2 separate regions of the Sus scrofa genome follow, and region 2 is linked to region 1. The links are chromatin contacts, called in public Hi-C maps. All regions are on one chromosome and are shown on one strand. Each heading gives the region's core, a stretch centred on a gene start, on an enhancer-like site or on the middle of the called end of the contact. The rest is flanking DNA. Distances are from core to core; before and after follow the strand shown. Region 1 holds the start of ARFIP1 (ADP ribosylation factor interacting protein 1). Region 2 holds the start of LOC110262137.

The links. Hi-C and Micro-C count contacts between places; a contact is called where the count stands out from the background.
Region 2: a contact with region 1 is called in a Hi-C map of liver, with 11 times the contacts expected there. The contact joins the promoter of LOC110262137 here to the promoter of ARFIP1 in region 1. A contact is called at or near these places in 1 of 5 promoter capture datasets (liver), 5 of 47 Hi-C or Micro-C datasets (heart right ventricle, liver and skeletal muscle) and 1 of 2 datasets of contacts at active chromatin or transcription factors (alveolar macrophages).

What each region holds. Positions count from the first base shown.
Region 1 is chr8:76,269,113-76,271,784 of Sscrofa11.1, reverse strand. ARFIP1 (ADP ribosylation factor interacting protein 1) reads left to right here and starts at 1,357. Exons shown (of 9, transcript NM_001252233.1): 1 at 1,357-1,475.
Region 2 is chr8:76,480,523-76,483,194 of Sscrofa11.1, reverse strand. It overlaps LOC110262137, which reads left to right and starts at 1,316. Exons shown (of 7, transcript XR_002346729.1): 1 at 1,316-2,449. FBXW7 (F-box/WD repeat-containing protein 7) reads right to left here and starts at 1,168. Exons shown (of 12, transcript XM_021101502.1): 1 at 65-1,168.

The sequences.
Region 1 (2,672 bases), core at 108-2,607:
AATAAATATTGTTATTTACTTTTGAAACATTTGTGGTGTCATGGGTTTTTACTGTTCACAGATATGCGGACGATATCTACAGGGATGTACCATTCACTACGCTGAAACTCTCCCCCTCAATTTGGAGAAGCAGAGTTCTGCCTTTGGGCGCTTAGTCAATAAAAATGGCTTGTTGATTAATGCAGCAAGGCAGGTGAGTAGTACAAGTCTAAAGAGAGGGAGATCCCACAGAGAGTACTGTTACCTTTAGCATTTCTGCAAGTGAAATGGCGGTGAAAACGAGCACCCAAGAGCTGTCAAAGGAAAAGCAGTCCAGAACTTTGAAGGGAGATGTGCGCGGGGTGGATCACGGGTCTGTATTGTGTGTAAATGAGCTTCAGGTTTCTCTGCATACAGCGCTGGGGACAGGGAGAACATCCGAGGTACAGGTTGGAGCCTCCTCTTAGGAAACTACAAAGGGCTCTGAAAGAAAGGTTGTTCAGCGGTTTCTGTAGGCAGGGCAGTAATCTGTTTAAGTAACGGGGCGAGCAAAGCTAGCAGAAACTGGTCACCTGGATGAAGAAAGGGAAGCAGGAAAGCAAAGTATCATGGATCCACTGCCTGCGAGCGAGCAGAGCAGAAATGATCACAAAACAGAACAGGTCGTAAGAACTCAGGGACGCAGGGCAAGGGGTTCTGGTCTTCCTGAAGGGGGTGGGCGTGAGTGACGTGGCCAGAGTGGGTCCTTCCAAGCACTGGGGAAGAAGGAAGAGTCAGGCGCCCGCATCCCCTATACTCCATAAATTCTGCATTCTCTCCCCGCCCCCCCCCAAGGGGCTGGAATAACCTTCTATATGCTCTCCGGCAGCTGAGAAATAAGCTTTGGCTCTCCTAGGAGGGCCAGGCGGTGAGCTACCTTCAACCTCCAACCCTCCCGCCACCGGCTCACCGTCTGTTGCCGGGCGCGGGGCGCGGAGGGGGCGGGGGGGGGCGCGCCTAACGTCCGAGGCTGGGGTGTGTGAGTGAGAAAGAAAGGATGCTGAAGGCTTCTGGACCTCCGACCACTCAAGACCAGCCTACGAGTCTCCCCGCGAGCTTGCAACTCTGGCAAGTGCTTCTTTACCCGCGCTCACACCCCTTGGTGATCCCACCGCAGCTAGAAAATTACCCGGGCAACGGCGCCGGCTGAGTCCCGGATGTGGTTGCTAGGGCCGCAGAGGGAGGGGCGGGGCCCGCCTCCCGGAGGGCGGTGGAGGGGGCCTTGGGGGAGGTGCGCCGGCACCATCGAGACGCGGCTGGGCCGGCCAGATCGAGGGAGAGAGAGGCCGTCCAGAGCCACGGACAACGCTACTTCCGGTCCCCTCACTTCCGGCTCCGCTGCTCTCGGCTCGGGGGTTGCAGGCCGGGTTGGGAGGCCGCGGCTCTGCGTGTCCTCGGCCGTCGGTCAGGGTGAGGCTGTGACAGCTGCACTTGCTCCCCGCCCCCGCGGAGCCGAGGTGCGTGGGGGGGAGGGTAGGAAGGAGGAGGCTCAGGTCGCGTTTCCGCTCACTTGGGGCCAGGGCTGAGGCAACTCTGGAGAGCAGAAGGCAGGGCTGATACTCGACGTGAGAACCGCTGGCTTCTCCGCGGACAGGTGAAGGCGGAGATGGCCGGCGGGGAAGAGGCGGGGGAAGGCGGCTGGGAGGGGTTGACGGGGCGGGACACGTTGCCGCTGGGGCTCTCAGTTCCGGACTTTCACTGGGCACTTCTGTCCTTAGTCCGTGCCATCTGTCTCTGCTCAGGTATTCGGCCTTGGATCTCTGCCCCTTCCTCCCTTCTGTCCCACCTGCGTGTGCCGGGTGAAGAGGTAGGACCGGCCCTCCTGGGGCGGCGCCCTCCCGGTTTTGCACGCATCGAGTGGGAAAAGGGGTGGCAGGATCCAGGAGTGGGTCCACTCGGAGTGGGCCACCGTCAGGTTTGGGGGTCCAGCCTTTACGGTTCTCTGCCTTTCCCCGCATCCCGCACTTCTCTCCTCCGCAGTGGGAGGGAGGGAGACGCGGTAGTCCCTGCGAGAGGCTCTTCGGGCAGTGGTGCAGGGAGGCGCCCCGCCTGTGAAAGGTCCTGAGCCTTGCTCAGCTTACGCGGACCGCCAAGGAATGCTGGAGTTGGGAAGGAAGTTGTGCTGGCGTCTCGTCCGTTCCTCTTTGCCAAGTTACTACTGTTTACGTGTCTAGGAAAAAGGATTTTTTTTGTTTTGTTTTAAAGAACTGTTTCTAGACGCTTTTCCCTTTTACTTATTACTTCCTTTGTTTTTTTCTTATCTCCCTCTCGAACCCTTTGATCTCAAAAAAGTTTGTAGTCTGCACTTCCTGCAGATCCTTTAGCCGCCCCCTTTTAGGATTTCTGTCCCCCTCCCTTCATTTTTTCCTAGATTAAAGCATGTCATTTCTCTAACTCTGTTCTAAAGGGAAAAAATGGAAGAGTTGCAGGACTTCTCGTGAACTTGTGTTTTCACTTGCAAGTGTGGCAGGTGTGTGTTCACATTGCAATTTAATTAGCTTTTTTGGCATGGGAACGTGCGCCGGAATTGGTTACGTTAAATCATTCCTGTGTCAAGTCTGCAGGGATTGGCTATTTTATCGCTGCTGTCTCAGAGTGAATACAACAGATTCTACGTCACTATTGTTTTAAATTCACTTTTCTTTTGTTAGTCC
Region 2 (2,672 bases), core at 67-2,566, 210 kb before region 1:
CATCCTCCCCCTTTTTACCCCCTCCCCCGTCCCCGCCGCCCTTTCCCTTTCCCGGGCCACTCACACTTTAGAGATGAGCCGGGGCGCTGACCAAGTGAGCTGGTTCTCTTCCTCCTCGGGACCGATAGGGCAGTTGAGCAGGCTCCGGCGCCTTACAGAGTAAGAAGCGGGGCTGGGATCGCGAAGCCGGGCAGCCACCCGGGTCTCTCTTCCGCGCCACCGGGGCAGAGGCGGCGGCAGCGGTGGCCCCGTTTACCTCTGTTTTTTCCTCTTCCTGCGTCTCTTCAGGCTGGGTCTTCTGCCCGTCCTGGGCCACTTCTCCCCGGACAGTCACGTTCGGGAGGCTCCCGATTTGGTTTTTAAAAAGTTTACTCTGGGCGGAGACTGCGGCCGGCCCCCCGGGTCCCCCCCGGCCCCGCCGCCCTCGGGGCTGGGGCTGGGGAGGGGGCTCTAAGAACTCCTCCTGGAGTCCTGCCGAGGAGCCGGGGGGCCGGCGACGGGCCGAGGGAGAAGCCCCCCGAGGGGGCGGAGGGGAGGGGGGAGGGAAGGGAAGGACGGCGGCGCCGGTCCTGCTGTCCCCGCCGCCCCGGCCGCCGCTTCACATCGGGGTCCCCGCCCCCCCGGCCGGGGGGTGGCTGCCGAGCTGGGGGGCCCGGCTCATACACTCCGAGGCGGGATGCTACGGCCCCGGGCGGGTGGCCGACGCGGCGGCGAGGTGGGGGACCCGGCCGGCTCCGCTCGGCGCCGCCCCCGCTCCCGGCTCCCGCATGTGTCGCTGCGGCTGGGACCCCCTCCCTCCACCTTGGGGGTCCTCGCCCCGCGCCCCAGGACGAGACAGAAGCTCCGGCCCCTCCTCAGCGTCCTCTCACCACGGAGCGGCTGGCTAGTCCCGGCCAGAGGCAGCCGCCTCCCTGCCCCCCAGCCACCGGCTCCGGCTTGGGCTCGGGCTCCGGCGTGTGCAGCCGCTGCTGCCGGCCGGAAAGGTGAGGGGGGGAGAAGAGGGGTGGCGGCGGCTCCCGATGGCCCCGGCTAGGGCGGAGGTCTCGGCGGTGGCCAGGGCACGGAGGCCGGGTCCCTCGGAGGCTCTCTCGCGCTCACGATCACGGCAGCGGCGGCTGTAGCGCCCGGGGCTCAGCTCGCTGTCTCGCTCGCTCAGTGCGGGGCTCTCGCCTCACTCCAGAGAGAGGGGCGGGAGGAGAGCGGCGCGGAGCAATGACGTAAGTCACCTAGCAACCGCTCCCTCCCCCCCTCCCCTTCGCTTTCCGCTCGCAGCCGTCCTCCGCGGGCCTCTTTCCTCCTTTCCAACAACCCCGCCCCGGGTGCCACGGACGCGCGCTGATGACGCGCCAAGGGAAGAGGAAGTCGGGCTCCAAGAGCGGGTGGGTGCACCTCGGGCCGCGGGACTCGCCGCTGTTGCTGCCGCCGCCTCTACAGCCGCGTCAGAACTGAGAAGAGGAAGGGGAGGAGCCGAGTGGAGCCTAAGCTGCCGCCGGATCCTACCCCTGACCCGAGGGCGGCGGGGAGAGTGTGCTCTGTAGCGGTTTCCTTCCGAGCAGGTGGTGACTGCTCCTTGGAGAGCAAGGAGGAGGCCTGGGCCGCCCGGCTGCGGTCGGGCGCGCACCACCCGAAGGTGAGGCATTTGGCCCCCAGACGGTCCTTCGGAGAGCCCAGCTGAGCGAGAAGTTATCTTACAGCTCTGCCCGCTGCACCTGCTGGAGGGAGCGAGCGCCCCACCCTTTCCGCGGTGTGGAGCGAGACTCAGCGCCAGATAACGCGTGGTCGGGCCGAGCAAATGTTTGATGAATGAAAGAATGCCTCACTCGTGGAGTGCAGAGGAGTCCGACGGAAGTGCAAGCGCCTTGCCGACTGCGTAGCGTTGTCAAGATGAGCGTTGTCAGGCGTCCCTCTTCCCTCAGTCCCCCCGCCTCCGGAGGAAGTGGGGGTGCGGCTTGAGTGAGGAGTCACAGGCTGAGTCTAGCGAAACAGGAGGCGAATTGCCGGGACGAGGGAGGGGAGCCATCCTCCCGGAACTGTGGAAGGGTTTTTTTACTTTTTCAAGAGGGCGAATTTAGTAGCGACTCCCTTTTAGGACTCAGTCTTGCTTGTGGCTTGGTGCCTGGGAGAGCTGGTGTTGGCTGTTAATCACTGTCCATTACCGTCGTCAAGAAACGTTGGCCTGTGTGTCAGATAAACATGATTACTCTTTATGCAGCTTTTCCTAGAAATGTTATCCTGGAAAGTAAATTCACGTAAAAACTCATCAGGTTGAACGTAGTTCTCTAGGCAAAGAAATTTTAAAATAAAAGGACCAGATCCTCAGAAATCTGTCTTGAACCTGGCCTGGTGCATAGTGTGAGAATGAGATAAAAGCAGTAAGGATGAAAGGAAGCAGATTCCACAGTACTGTCTCTGGACCCTGGACACCGTACCTCCTCTGGAAGCGTCAGTGGTGGGTATTAAAAGTCTTTCCACCTCAAGGGCTGAGGAGCAAGAGACAGACCTTGGGAGCTCCGGGTTTCTGCCACTATTGCCACCAGCATATTCAAGTAGTAGGCCAGGGAAACTTTTAATAGGGCGATTCCAAGGGCTCATATTTTATTAAAGTGCTGTTTAGAAAGTGATGGGGTGGGGGATGGATGTTGCGGACGCAAGAAGAGGCTCACACAAAATAG